Regions from separate parts of the Mus musculus genome. Here all the other regions are linked to region 2. Evidence: chromatin contacts called from public HiCAR-type and promoter capture Hi-C data. All regions are on one chromosome and are shown on one strand. Each heading gives the region's core, a stretch centred on a gene start, on an enhancer-like site or on the middle of the called end of the contact. The rest is flanking DNA. Distances are from core to core; before and after follow the strand shown. Region 1 holds the start of Celsr1 (cadherin, EGF LAG seven-pass G-type receptor 1). Region 2 holds the start of Pim3 (proviral integration site 3). Region 3 overlaps Gramd4 (GRAM domain containing 4). Region 4 holds the start of Gramd4 (GRAM domain containing 4). Region 5 holds the start of Trmu (tRNA 5-methylaminomethyl-2-thiouridylate methyltransferase).

Region 1 (2,700 bases), core at 32-2,531, 2.8 Mb before region 2:
GCGCACGACACCTGATCGTGCGTCTATCTCAAAGACACCACCTGCGCCCTCCAGCAGACGATAGCGCATGTTTGCGTTGGAAGGGGCATCCCCGTCGGTGGCACGGATGGTCAGAACCTCATAGCCCACCTCCAGGTTTTCTCGAATTCGCTCTCGATACTCAGACTGCTCAAAGACTGGGCTGTGGTCGTTAGTGTCACTGACAGTTACGGTGAGGTAGGTGGCAGCTGAGCGCCTCGGGGAGCCGTGGTCCACAGCACTAACTTTGAGTACATGAGTGTCCTTGGTCTCCCGGTCCAGGGAGCGGGCTGTGGTCACTGCACCCGTGGCGGCATCGATGAGGAAGTAGCCATTAGAGCGCTCATCGAACAGCGCCTCCATCTGGTAGCTAAGGCGTCCTGCATCGCCTTCGTCTGGGTCGTGCGCGCGCAGTTCGATGACCGCAGTGCCCGCAGGCTCATTCTCAGGCACTGACACCTGGTAGCTGGGCAGCGGGAACTGCGGGCTCGTGCTGCTGCCCGTGCCCCGCCTAGACCGTCGCACCACCCCCGCCCGAGGTTGGGACAGGTTAAGCAACGATGGCGACACCGAGGGCGACTCTGAGGGCGTCCCAGAGGTCGCCTCTATTACCAGCTCTACCCAAACGGCGCCTGCCGCGCGTCCCAGGGCGCACACCAGACGCAGCTCAGCTGAACCTCCTGGCCGCAGGCAAATGGGTCCGCGCCTGCAGCCGGTCCCGGCGACCGGCGGGCAGCTGCAGGCGGGGAAGTTGGTGATGGCCTCAAGCACCGAAGTCAGCGAGGCTGCGCCGCCGCCTGCGGCCGGGAAGCAGAGCGCATCTCCAAGTCCAGGAACTGAGCGGACGGCCGGAGAGCGCAGCTCTGCACCGCGGGCCGAGCGGCGCAACAGCCGGACCCCACAGCGGGCACCATAGGCGCGTGCCCTTAGTACCAAGCTCGGGGCCGTCGGGGCGCCGCGGGCGACCAGCCGGACCTGCAGCGGCAGCAGCCTCCCGGCCAAGCGGGCACAGCCCAGAGTCCCCGCGCCAAGCCCAAGCCTCCGACCGGCTGCTGGCCCCTCGCGGCTCACGTCCAGCAGCTCCCGAGGCGTGCGCGTGGTGTCCAACCTGTAGCTCCAGCCGGGTCCGAGAGCGAAGGCGCGGGCCCCGCCAGGCACCCGCAGCTCCCAAGCGGCTGCTCCCAACTCCAGGGCTGGCAGGGCGGCGGCGGCCAGCAACACCAGCGCGGGCAGCACGCGCGGCGATGACGGCGCCATGGCCCGGAGCCGCAGCCCGAGCCGGGCGCCGGAGCACAATCCATGCACCCGGCGCACCTCCGCATCCACCCGGCGCGGCCGGGGGGCGGCTCCCGCGCGCCCAGCGCCGGGCCCTCGGGGCGGCCCGCGCTCTGCCTCCCCGGGGGCCCTGGCGAGGACACCGGGGGCCGCGCGCCCGGCCTCCCGCTCAGCTTCCACTTCGAGAGCACTTTGCGAAAGTTTGCCAAGTTGGTTTCAAGATGGCTCCTCCGTGCGTCCCGGGAGGGCGCCGCGCATCAACCTGCAGCAGCGCCGGCTCCAGGCGGCTCCAGGTGGCCCCAGCACCGACTCTGCTGGGCGGGCGTGGGAAGCTGGGCGGGCCCGGGGCGGGGCGGGGGCTGCGATCACCACACCGCCCGCAGACCCTGGCGACGGATTGCTGGCTAGGCGGTGTGCTTTGCCAGCGCCCCCGCCACTCTCTCTCTCTCCCCGCCCCCGGCCCCGCCCCGCCCCCTCCCAGTGGCTCATTGTTCAGCCCTGGGAGGGGGAGGATGATGGGGAGGGAGCCAGCCAGGAGGTGCGCGCCCCGATGATCTCCATGGAGACGTGGGGGCGCGGCCCTAGCGGGGCCTGGCCTCCAGCCCCTTCCCTTTCGGTCTTGGCACCCAACATCCGCAGAGGACCGGGCCCTGGGAGCGTGGCGCTCAACTACTGCTCTAGAGTCCCGGGCCGCGGCTGCTAAAGAGTCCCTCGTACAGTTTCCTCTGGGCCGAGTGCTGTTCAATCCTCGCATTGCACCTGATAGTGCAGATCTATGAGTAAGCCACCCCTGGCGTCGAGAGAGTTAGATCTAGAGTTCCAAGATACAGAGGTGCTAGAAAACTTCGGTAGAGTCGTGGCGGTGGCAGGGGACTGGGAGACTGTTAGACTCCAGCCTCGCGGGAGCTCAAATGCTTAACTCCAAGGAGTTCCTTGGATTTTGAAATCTCATGGGCAGTTAACCGGATTCGGGTTCCACTTTGTTTAAAGTGCAACATTTAAATTGGAAAGAAAAATAATGTAGTTTGGAGGTGACAGTGGGAGGGGCCTTGTTCCCCAGAACATGCTGTGGGGCCTGAACATTGGTGGAGGAGACCGTCTGTCACCAAACCCCTAGTTACTGCCCATCAGGGGACAAGCAAACACTGAGGGGGCAGGATCCGTGAGAACCTGGGGAAAACCAGAAGGGGGCTGGAGAATCACTCTCGCCCTGCGTGAAAGGGTGGGGCGTGGCTTCAGAGCCGCAAGACCGAGCCTAGATTCCAAAGGAGCACACCTTAAAGGCGGTGCTTCCGAACTAGGGAGGGGAGAGGCGGACCTTTGCAACATTTTCCCCACCTCCTTGAAAGGGGCCCAAGCCCACTGCAGCCTCAGTCACGCATGGACACACTGGGCAGGCCTCTTGCC
Region 2 (2,700 bases), core at 168-2,667:
TGCTGGGTGAGGGTCTCTAGGGAGACACCAGGGAACCCCAGCCATTCTTCACCATTGAATTTACTACCCACCTAGACAGTTCTCAAGGATCCCTCCCTCCCTCTCCCGAAAGACTGGGGTCCAATACAACCAGATTGTCCTGGCCAGGAGGAGCACAGGCCCTGTTGGGTTCTTAGCTGGTCCTTTGAAAGCACCCACAGGCAGACAACCCCCGCCCCTCCCCCACACCTGAGCAGGTACCCTGTAAACCCTGCTGATAGCTGGTATGGAAAGCTTTGTTCTTGGCAGATGTGGTCAGCTCCTGGAAAGCATGTTAGGAGACAGCCAGACAGAGCTCCAAGAACCTGAGACCTATTCCGAGGGCCTGAGTGTGTCCAGACTGTTGAGGGTCTAGGCCACAAAGACAGAAAGGGGGTGAGGAAACCAGGTGGGCCCCAAATAGTGTCAAGGCAGTAGGCGCCTCAGAAAGGTTCCAGAGAGAGAAAGTGTGGATTGCGGTGTTAGTGGAGGAACATGGATAAGCCAGTGGGAAGCCAGGCTCCAGATCCCCCAAGTAGTAGCAGTTCAGGAACGACAGTTGAATCGTTTAGACATCAAACTGAAGTCCAGGGAGCAATGGCTCTCAACTCATTCTCACCCAGCTATGACAGATGACAACTCCAAGTCCTGGGTTGCTCTTGGGTCAGTGACTTAGCCAGGGGTCAACAACAGTTGAGTCTAATTTCACTGGTGTCTTAAGGTATAGGTAAAAAGGACACAGGGAGACTGCTGTAGGCTGTGTCTACTTGAGCTGCTCAGGACGGAACTATGGGCATAATAGTCATCAACAAAGGACCTTTGGTAGTTGTGAGCAGCTAAAGGGACACTTTGTCAGATGGCCTTAGAGCAGAGGGACAAGTTCCCAGGAGGGAGGATCTAGGGTTTAGGAGGCTCTCATAAGTACCCAGCTAGGAGCATGAGATCTGAGCCTAGCTGATGGGCGAACACTCAAGGTGTGCTCCAGGGAGCTGAGGCTGGGTTGAGAGGTCTGAGGGCAATGCTTTCTCTGTCGCCCAGCCACGTGCGCATCGTGGCGCGCGAGCAGCGGGTGACGCACACAGAGCTAGTGTCAGCGTAGGCCTCAGGGCCGCACGACTGTCCTCCCGGACTTCCGCTTCTCAGAGGGGGCCGACTCCTCGCACACCCCCAGCCACAAACGCCCACGAAGAACGAGGGAACAACACGCGTAACTCGCGGAGCCGGAGAGTGACCTTCCTCAGCGCGGCCTGGGGGGCGAGGCTCGGAAGGCCCCGCCCTACGCTGCCATTGGCTGAGTCCCCGTGTCCTTTCAAAACCTCGATTTTCATTGGCTTATGCGGCCCCGCCCGCGCTGCCGGAGACATAAGGGGGCCGCCGCCCGCGCGCGAGCTGCGCGTGCGCAGGGCGGGTGAGAGCGCCGTGAAAGCCGCGGAACGCCGTGCACCTCCGCGACTCTACTACGGCAAGCTAGTCCGGACGGGTCGTCGTCCCCGCGCGCCACCAGCCCTTGGTGAAACGACAGGGAGCGTCCGGCTTCCCCAGCACCGCCCTGCGAGACTCAAAACAGCCACACCGCAAAGCGAGCCTCGGGCGGAAGGAGGCGGAGCTTCAGGCGGCCCCGCCTCCGCGGAAGGATACACATCTCCGTGGTCCAAAACCCCGGGGCGAGGCGGCCGGGGCGTGTGAGCTGCTCGGCCAGCTGCCGTCTACGCGCTTTCGCGCGGCCACCGGGCAACTGCGCCGCGCGGCTGCCCCGCTGAGCGCTCGGCCTCGGGGCCGTGGGATCCGCCGCGCTGTCTGCGGTCAGGAAGACCGCCCTCCCGCGTCCTTGCCGGACGGGTCAGAGGCGGCACCGCACGCGAGGCCACCCGCGATGCTGCTGTCCAAGTTCGGCTCCCTGGCGCACCTCTGCGGGCCTGGCGGCGTGGACCACCTCCCAGTGAAGATCCTACAGCCAGGTATGTGTGGGGACCAGGGAGGGGGCCTGGGCGGGGGCCGGGGGGTGGCTTTGGGTCATCATCAACCCGATTGTTTGTCCCACAGCCAAGGCTGACAAGGAGAGCTTCGAGAAGGTGTACCAGGTGGGCGCCGTGCTGGGCAGCGGCGGCTTCGGCACGGTCTACGCGGGCAGCCGCATCGCCGACGGACTCCCGGTGAGTCGTGGCTCCGGGCGCACCCGCGTGGACGATCGCCACGCTCGGCCGCCCGTCTGACCGCTCGCGTGTCGCCCCCTCTTTTCCCCGCAGGTGGCTGTGAAGCACGTGGTGAAGGAGCGGGTGACCGAGTGGGGCAGTCTCGTAAGTATGCGGGTGCGGGGCGTGCGGGTGCGGGGCATGCGGGTGTGGGTTGCCTTGGCTTTGTCCGATGACCGCCTTGTCCCCCAGGGCGGAGTGGCCGTGCCCCTGGAGGTGGTGCTGCTGCGCAAGGTGGGCGCGGCGGGCGGCGCGCGCGGCGTCATCCGCTTGCTGGACTGGTTCGAGCGGCCCGACGGCTTCTTGTTGGTGCTGGAGCGACCCGAGCCGGCACAGGACCTCTTCGACTTCATCACTGAACGAGGCGCCCTGGACGAGCCGCTGGCGCGTCGCTTCTTCGCGCAGGTGCTTGCCGCTGTGCGGCACTGCCACAATTGTGGGGTCGTGCACCGCGACATCAAGGACGAGAACCTGCTGGTGGACCTGCGCT
Region 3 (2,700 bases), core at 92-2,591, 2.8 Mb before region 2:
AAATGAATCAAGGCTGTTTCTGACTGTGACCAGAAAGGAGATGGGCACTCTCGCTGGCTCTGTGACATGTGGTGTTCTGGGTCTCCTCTGACCTTCTCTTTAAAGTGAGACTCTCTTGACCCGGCTCCTCTTCCAGATTATGCCTAGATATAGCTCCCTGTAGGACCTGCTTCGGTCCTCCAAGACCTAGTGGCAGGTCAGAGGTCACGGGCAGGCTGTCCACTGGTTGCCTGGTGTCTATCCGGGAGGCCTCCGAGTCTGCCTTCCGCCCCTACCGCCTCCCACTACCGCCTCCCACTCCTTCCTGCTTCGTCCCCACCTCCATCTTGGTTCCCTCACAGCCTTCGGGGGCTGAAGACATTCCAGGCTGTGTTTATGTGGGTTGTGTCGATGGCTGCCTCTCGTACCAGAAGTTAAAGCAAAAAGACTTTAAAGATATTTATTAACTTACTGAATAATGTCCATGACAACCCCACTCCACGTCAGCCAGCACCCACAGCACATGCTCACTTAGAAAAATTACGAGAAGGAGGACGGAGAAGAGGGGCACCTGCATCGCTGTAGCTCTCCACAGGGTCCGCTGTGACGGGACAGCCCAAGGATGGCCAGGTGTGCTTCCGTAGGTGCTTTGAGCAGAGGTTTGTGGACACCTCAGCCCCGACTGCTGATTCCATTCTCTTGTACGTGGATTCAGAGGTCAGCTCGCTGGGTCACTGGGTCTTTTCAATCTTAGAGGGACTGTCTTCCTGCTGTTCTCCATGATCCCCTGTGGTTGTGTCTGTGCACATGCACATGCACACACACACACACACACACACACACACACGAATGCACACACACTGCCACCACCACCAGCAGCACAACTGCCTGGAAACAGGCCCCTCAGTTCCTCCACTCACCCTGCCTCATTCCCGGGCTCACATCCTGGCAGGGGCCCCAGAAGAGGACTAGAGCAGCAAGACCAGATTCCATCTTCTACCATGTGATGGCCGTATCTTTCCTCCCTGATTCCTGTTTCTTCATCTCTTAAGAAAGGAAGGCCTCTGTAGTCAGCGTAGAAAGTTCCAGGGTTTTTTTCTTAGTGTGTGTCACGCCTAGAGACAGAGATGAGGAGCCTGGAACCCAGCTGCTGTCCATGGGCTTCACTGAGGTGTGGCCTGGGAAGTGCCAAGCAGGTCGCTTATCCTCAGGGGAGCATGGCTGGCATCGTTGAAGGCTGGAGGGGCTAATTACCTGTGGCCAGTTCCTGCTACCTCTGCTGCCCCATGCAATTGGGCAGAGCCTCCCAGATGAACCCAGAGCTGCCTGCTGGTTTCCATCTCCACGACCTGTGCTCATTTCCTGAGTCTTGACCACCGCCTTGTCACCTCTCTGAGTCACAGGTCACTTGGCACCCCATACTGTGCTTGAAATGAGATGATTCTTAATAAGATTTCCCTGCCATTTCCTCTCTGTTTTTTTCTGTTGAGAGGACACTGGCCACACTGCCTTCCCTGCATATCCACCAGCTGACTTTTTTTTTTAACCTCAGTGGAGTTGTCGTCCTGGGCTGTCACTGTCTGTCCCTCAGGCTAGGGACACTCTTCTCCCTCCTGAGTCTAGCATTCACAGCTCCAGCAATATCACCCTCTACTTGTCTGGACCTCAGCCCCAAAATCAAGTGTACCTAAAACTCATGTCTACAATCCTGGCACTCTGGAGGCTGCTGCAGGAGAATGGCTGCTAGTTTGGAGCTAACCTGGGTACATAGTGAATTACAAGCCAGCCTTGGCTCCAGCATGAGATCTTGTCTCAAACAAGGATGATTAAAAAAAAAAAAAAAAAAAAAGCAGCATGCCTGGCACATAGTAGGTGCACCCAGAACACCTAGTAGGATCTTTAATGTCCCCAAGCAGTGGCACACTCACACACTTTATCTTTACTGACTGGCTGGAGCCTCCCTTGAAGTCCTCTCAGACTGTAGCACTCCCAGGAACACTTGTCTTCCTACCACTTTGCCTGTGGGCTACCCTGAAGACTGTGCCTTAAGACAGCTCTGATTGCAGCATGCGGCTTTCAGATTACCTGTGTTGTAGGCTTCAGTTGTACCCAGAGGGCTTTGCAACTTGCTTTAAAATTTTTCTCCTGTCCATGGGACTTGAGAGTTTTTTGGTTTGGTTTAGTTTAGTTTTTGTTATTATTGTTTTGAGACAGGGTTTCTTTGTGTAAACCCCGACTGTCCCGCAACTCACTCTGTAGCAGAGGCTGGCCTCGAACTCAGAGATTCACATCCCTCTGCCTCCTGAGCGCTAGGATTAAAGGCGTGAGCCACCGCCCACCTGGCTGAGACTGAGTTTTAAAGCAGTGGCTACAAGTGAGGGGTGCCCAGGGGTTGAGGGCTGCCAGGCTGGCAGGAACCATCTCCCTGGTGAGTACTGGTTTAGATATAAAATATTTGATAGCAGTGCTGTGCTGGCAATGCCGGTCGGAACATATTCAGGGCTTGCCCGATCAGCGTGAGAGTCTCAGGCATGGCCTCTGATATCAGCTGAGCCAAGCTAAGAAAACTGGAAGTGACTGGAAGGAAGGAACCTGGTTTGGTAGCTCATGGGCTCTTCAGCTGGGAAGCTGTTTAAAGCCAGAGTCAGGGTTAATTAGGGACTCCCACCTGGCTTGTCCCTCACCCTCACCCAGTGCTAGCTTTTGTGTTTGGTTGTATAT
Region 4 (2,700 bases), core at 170-2,669, 2.8 Mb before region 2:
GCTGAAACTTTGGAGTTAGCTTGGAAGGTTGGGTAGGGCCAGAGTGGAGAGGCTCCCCCCTCCTCCGCGCCCCAGGGAGGATATGGTCTAGGCAATCCTGGAGGCAGGAAAGTAGCACTTGTGCTTGCAGGGGGCGGTGGGGGTGGGGCGACGACCAGAGTCCGGTTTTGCTGTAGGACAGAGAGGAAGCAGGGAAAGCCAGGGGTAGGAGGAACCAGCGAGATTGGTGTGGCATTGGGCTGGGATGCCGCACAAAGGTGACTCAGAGGAGGTTCCTGCCCAAAGTAGCTCTCATCTTGCCAAGACCAAGCCCTGCAGGCAGCTTAGCCTGGCATCTCACACTGCCAGCCAAGAGCCATTGGACAGACCTCATGTTGTGCTACACATGGGCATTGCTTCTCACTCTGCATTCAGAGAGAGAGAGAGCTCACCTACAGGAGCCTCTCTGGATGCCAGCCCCAGACCCTGGGACAAAGGCCTGTCTGGAAGGTAGGCAATGCTGGAGGACAAAAGGGGGCCTGAATCCTGCCCCCACCCACCCCACCCCCCAGAAAGCTTCAGAGTCCTTCAGCATTCCTCAAATCTCCTGGGGTGCTTGAGACATAATAAGGTGGGGGACAGTTCTGGATTGAGAGGGTTGGAGGTGAGGTCGTCAAAGCCCCGCAGTGCAAGCGGGTCATGTGGTCACAGGTCTAATGTGCTGTCTCCACTTGCTGATGCTGAGTTTGCTACAGTCACCCTCGTACCCTACAGTGGACCTCCTAGGTCAGACCCCATACGGTGCTGCAGGTCAGTCCTCCAACCAGGCTAGGGCCTGGGGTTCTGGAGGGTGTGGTCTTTTACCAGGTTCATTAGTTATCTTTCTGGGTCCTTGTCAACCCTGGTTTTTGAAAGGCGAGTCAAAACGGGGGAAGTGACTCCTGGAGGATCTCTTTTCCTTTAAGATAGTACTAGAGCTAAAGTAGGCTTCCTATCGCTACGGTGACATTTAAAGGTATGTGGCATTCCTGGTTAGGTACTGAGTGGGAGAGAAGGGAGGAGTTGCTCACTGCCCTCCAGGTGGAGGTTCCATGTCCTTTTCCCAGTGTGGAGCTGTGCTCTGAGTCCAGCCTGGCGGTGCCAGGACAAGTATTTCTACACCAAGCGCGGGTCTCCATTTGGCAGTAACCGTCAAGCCAGTTCGCCGGGAGAGAGGTGACAGTGGAGTGTATCCTTGTGCTCGGTTGTGCCCGTGGCTGCGACTGGCAGGCGGCCACGCGTGCGCGTGGGCACGCGCGGCGAGGACCCACGTGGGTCACCCAAACAAAGGCGGCGCCGCGTGATCGGGCGCGCGCGCGCGCACACACCGGGCAGGGAGGGCGGGGAGGCGAGGGGGCGGAGCGGGGCGGCGGCTTGCGCAGGCCCGGTCGGGGGGCGCGCAGACTCCGCGCAGCAGGACGTGAGCGCGCGACGCGGCGCCGCCTCCGCGCTCGTGGCCGGCACCCGCGGGGCCGCGTAGTCCCCGCTCCCCGGCGCCGCTGGGCTCCCGGGAGGGCGGCAGGTGCAGCGCGGCCGGGTGGCCGGCCAGGGGGGCGCCGCGGCGGCGGGTGGATGAGAGTTGGCCCCGATCATCCCGCAGGGTAAGCGGCGCGCACGCGGACTCCCACACGGACCTGGGCGACGCTGGCCACGCTCTGTCCTAGCTGCCGGGCCGCGACCCCGTGTGCCCACACTCTCACTCGGTGGCCCACAGCAGCGACCCTCCCTTCGGGGAGCAGCGCGGGCGCGCCCCCGCACACACGCTCCCGGGGCGCGCGTCACGGCCGCCCCTCGCGCGTACCACGGGCGCTGTGCGGGTCAGGGTCCTGGTGGGCGAGAGGCAGACGTCGATGGGACGCAGGGCCCAAACTATGATGTGGGGGAGTCATTAGATGGGTCACCATGCCTAGGCCGCTAGCGGGGGGGTCAGGATGAGGGCACAGCAAATGTCGTCCTACTGACCCACTCTCTTGGTGGTGGGGGAGGACTGAAAAGGAGGAGGGCTGTCCAGGCCGGTGTGGCCCAACAGATGACCCGGGGAAAAGTTGTGGACGCTTGCTCCCTTTCCACACCCTGCTCTCTGTTATATCTTTTCCTTTCATTTGGAATTAGCCTATGGGATTCTGGGGACAGTTGGCACCTGGGCTGGAGCTTAGGCCTATGTGTTTATACAACCGTTAAGGTGGGGTGCTGTGTGGCAGTCCCTAACCTAAGACTTCATCTGTCCAGAGCGGGACCAGCACCTCTGAAGGGTGGAGAGGGACTGACTAGTCTGGATGTTGGTTCCCCTGTGGCCTTCCTACCCGTGGCCAGGGTAAGAAGCAGGCTTCTAGGGCCAGAGGCAGAACCTTGTACTCTTTGGAACTTCCCATTTTCAGAGATAAGAGAGATTCAGTTTGGGGGGACCTTGTTCAGAGTGGGTTCCCTTCCTGCCTTGCCTTGTGTAGATTAGGGACAAAATTAAAGGTGCTGAGTCTTAACGCACTCCCCCCCCCAATCCTCAATTTCGCTGAACCCCAGCCAGGTAGGAGCTTGCTTTAGGGCCAGGTTCAGAAGGAGGGGTCATGGTCCAGGCTCTGTAGGGTTTGAAATAAAGGACAGTTGGAAGTTAGTTTATCTCGGATACCTGTTCTGTGAGATCGGGCAAGGCACTGTCACAAAACCAGCCCTGCCTCAGTTTCC
Region 5 (2,700 bases), core at 3-2,502, 3.0 Mb before region 2:
TTTGACAGGAACTGAAGCAGAGGCCATGGAGGAACACTGCTTACTGGCTTGCTCCGCATGGCTTGATTAGTTTGCCTTCTTTTACAACCCAAGATCACCTGCACTGGTGTGGCTCTCACATCAATCAACAAATCTCACAGACTTGTCTAAGGGCCAATCTAATGGAAGCATTTTCTCAATTGATGTCCCCCCACCCCTAGCTTGTGTCAAGTAGACAAAAATTCTAACATAGGTTTGTCTGGTTTCTGCTACTTTGTGGTTGGCCCTATCATAGGTTCTGGTAGGAAAAGTGAGATTTGCTATACTAAATGCCCATACCCAAGAAGGGAGGTCCTGGTCCTCAAGGCTAGAACACTCCACAGACATGACCCCCTGCCCTTTTGTCTCTCTCTCTCTCTCTCTCTCTCTCTCTCTCTCTCTCTCTCTCTCTCTCTCTTCTCTCTCTCTCTCTCTCTCTCTTTCTGTCCCAGGACTCGTATCTATTTTCTTCCAGCAGCCACTCAACATCTGTCATGTGCGAGGCCCCCCACAATCAATTCAGGAAGAGCCACAGCTCCAGCCTGAGGTCCCCAAAGCATCCACTCGTTAGAGCTGATCCCCGCAGAGTGCTCGTTCGTCCTCCAAGAATGGCCCACGAAACAAACACTCTTAAATCACAGGCACCAGGATGAACAGGTGCGACTCCAAACTCTCCCAGTCTTCCGTGGCCCATCCTTCCCAGCTACTGTCTGGGTCTGGTTAACTACGCTCCCATCCCCTACTCCAACCCGTTGACTGAGCTGCTAGCAAAGCCTTACTGAGCAACGGTCCACTATGCTTTGTCCTCCACTGGCTCTGCACCCGCCAGGCCCGCAAGCATCTAGAATCCAATGAGAACGTGTTGACAGCCCTGTCCCTCCAGCGGGTAAACAGGAGGAGCCAGCGGCCGACACAGCATCTCGACCTTGTGTGTGCCCAGGAACGCCTTTGAGACCTCAAGCCCGAGCGGAGGCTGTTCCTGGTGCAGCTGACCCAGGAGCGCCAGCTGAGCACAGAAGAAAACGTCGCAAGGGCAGCGAGTGGTGGCTAAGAAGCCGGACCCGACCAACTCATCGCTGGCCTATCTGGGACATGCTGCCACCTAGTGCTCCTCGGCCGATCCGCCGCGCGGAACCCAAAAGCCTGCAGAACACTGGGTGAGCGGAGCACGTTTCCCGCCGGGTGAAGAGTGAGGACGCCCCCCCCCCCCGTCCCCCCCGTCCCCCGGAGGCTGGGACTTCCGGCGTAGCTTGGACGCAGCCAGAAAGCTCGCGGTGTAGCCTGATGTCGGCGCTGCGGCACGTCGTGTGCGCCCTGTCTGGCGGTGTGGACAGCGCGGTGGCGGCGCTGCTGTTGCGGCGGAGAGGTGAGGCCAGGGTTCCTCACTGGGGACAGGAGCTTGGGCTCCTCCAGGTCTGAGGCCTGGCCTTTTGCAGACTCCGCGGGCCTCCAGGCGAGGACACCGCCAACTCTAATGACAAAATCACTCCAGTGTTCTCCTTCGTTGGATGACAAACTTCACTCCGAACAGCTACCAGTTCTTCCTGACTTGTAGATGTAGCCTCATGGGTCCTTAGGGTTCGGATCTGATTCCAACGACCGGTGTACATTCCTCCTGCTGTGTGGCCCCACCTTGTGTCAACCTCTCCGCATTCACCTTGGCGGCTTTTAATGGAGTCCCCCTCAGCCGTGGATCATCTTCCCCGGGGCACGCGGGGTGCAGAGGCGCGGGGCCAGGAGCCTGGGCTTGGGCAAGTTAACTAAGCACCCCCCAGTAAAAATGGGATGACCCGTAATATGGGATGACTGGAATGATTAAATGGCACAGTATGTATTGAAAGGGTTAGCTATACAATGTGAGATATATCGGAAAGCAGGAGCGATTCTTTTATAATCACAGCTGTTATGACAGAGTAAAAGAGCCACAGGATACAGGTGTGTACTATGGTGAGAAAGGAAGAGGGAAGCATTTCTCTACAAAGAACTGGCTGCAGTAACACAGGCAGGAGGCAGAGGAGAGAGTGCCGGCCAGAATAGGATATAGTGGGGTTAGTGAAGCTGACGGTATTAAGGAATTTGGGGTAATGTTGAGTAGGCAGTGTGAGTCTTTGAAGGTTTCCAATGAGAACTGTGTAACTAGATGCTTTGGGAAGTGGCAAAGGTTGGCATCATTCTTACAGATTTATCTTTTACTACTAAAGGGAGATCAACTGCTGCCTAGTTTTTATGTCACATTAAAACTATGTGACATGTTAGGGTCCTCTGGTAGGAGGGAACCTCAGCTGAGAAACTGTCATCACCCTGGCCTGTAGGCTAGTCAGTGGGGCCTTCTCTTAATAATTGGTGTAGGAAGCCTCGTTCCATTAGGAGTAATGCTATCTCTGGGCAGGTGGTCCTAGGTTTTATAAGAAAACAGGCTGAGCAGGCCAAAGAAACAAGCCCATAAGCAGTATTCTTTTATAACCTATGATTCAATTCTGCCTTCAGGTTCCTGACCTGAGTTCCTGCCCCAGCTTCCCCTGATGGTAGACTGTGACCTTTAGGGCCAAATAAATCCTTTCCTCTCCAAGATGCTGTTGATCGTGGTGTTTATCATAACAGTGGGAACCTAGCCAAAACAAAGGCTCTCTCCCCTCAGGCTGCTACATCTAACTTTTACCCTTCCTTGGATTTTTTTCATGA

What was found. Promoter capture Hi-C pulls out the DNA fragments that hold promoters and counts their contacts. HiCAR-type assays count read pairs that join an accessible place to other places.
Region 1: a contact with region 2 is called in a HiCAR-type map of astrocytes, with 4 times the contacts expected there. The contact joins the promoter of Celsr1 here to the promoter of Pim3 in region 2. A contact is called at or near these places in 2 of 39 promoter capture datasets (cranial neural crest and embryonic stem cells), 1 of 484 Hi-C or Micro-C datasets (embryonic stem cells) and 3 of 115 datasets of contacts at active chromatin or transcription factors (astrocytes, embryonic stem cells and epiblast stem cells).
Region 3: a contact with region 2 is called in a promoter capture Hi-C map of trophoblast stem cells, with 9 times the contacts expected there. The contact joins the enhancer-like site here to the promoter of Pim3 in region 2. A contact is called at or near these places in 5 of 39 promoter capture datasets (the 3T3-L1 cell line, cranial neural crest, liver and 1 more) and 1 of 115 datasets of contacts at active chromatin or transcription factors (acute myeloid leukemia).
Region 4: a contact with region 2 is called in a promoter capture Hi-C map of embryonic stem cells, with 4 times the contacts expected there. The contact joins the promoter of Gramd4 here to the promoter of Pim3 in region 2. A contact is called at or near these places in 2 of 39 promoter capture datasets (cranial neural crest and embryonic stem cells) and 2 of 115 datasets of contacts at active chromatin or transcription factors (acute myeloid leukemia and large pre-B cells).
Region 5: a promoter capture Hi-C map of hippocampal neurons shows a contact between it and region 2, with 4 times the contacts expected there. The contact joins the promoter of Trmu here to the promoter of Pim3 in region 2. A contact is called at or near these places in 1 of 39 promoter capture datasets (hippocampal neurons), 1 of 115 datasets of contacts at active chromatin or transcription factors (forebrain) and 1 of 9 other capture datasets (embryonic stem cells).

What each region holds. Positions count from the first base shown.
Region 1 is chr15:86,032,496-86,035,195 of GRCm38.p6, forward strand. It overlaps Celsr1 (cadherin, EGF LAG seven-pass G-type receptor 1), which reads right to left and starts at 1,282. Exons shown (of 35, transcript NM_009886.2): 1 at 1-1,282. The coding sequence starts at 1,275. It overlaps Gm34764 (a long non-coding RNA gene), which reads left to right and starts at 1,758. Exons shown (of 3, transcript XR_384307.4): 1 at 1,758-2,072.
Region 2 is chr15:88,860,777-88,863,476 of GRCm38.p6, forward strand. It overlaps Pim3 (proviral integration site 3), which reads left to right and starts at 1,418. Exons shown (of 6, transcript NM_145478.2): 1 at 1,418-1,976; 2 at 2,062-2,171; 3 at 2,265-2,315; 4 at 2,403-2,700. The coding sequence starts at 1,892. Gm33049 reads left to right here. Exons shown (of 3, transcript XM_006521646.3): 3 at 1,057-1,730. The coding sequence ends at 1,704.
Region 3 is chr15:86,078,745-86,081,444 of GRCm38.p6, forward strand. All of the region lies in intron 1 of Gramd4 (GRAM domain containing 4), which reads left to right. Among named protein-coding and RNA genes, the nearest start is that of Gm15722, 11 kb to the right of the region's middle. Within about 2 kb of position 1,342, at least 67 of the 459 cell types and tissues checked have an H3K27ac peak or open chromatin away from gene starts, as enhancers often do. A contact at or near this core is called in trophoblast stem cells, where this site is marked.
Region 4 is chr15:86,057,343-86,060,042 of GRCm38.p6, forward strand. Gramd4 (GRAM domain containing 4) reads left to right here and starts at 1,420. Exons shown (of 19, transcript NM_001379572.1): 1 at 1,420-1,619. The coding sequence starts at 1,591. Gm41375 (a long non-coding RNA gene) reads right to left here and starts at 1,274. Exons shown (of 3, transcript XR_875536.2): 1 at 1,050-1,274.
Region 5 is chr15:85,878,075-85,880,774 of GRCm38.p6, forward strand. Trmu (tRNA 5-methylaminomethyl-2-thiouridylate methyltransferase) reads left to right here and starts at 1,253. Exons shown (of 11, transcript NM_028063.2): 1 at 1,253-1,384. The coding sequence starts at 1,303.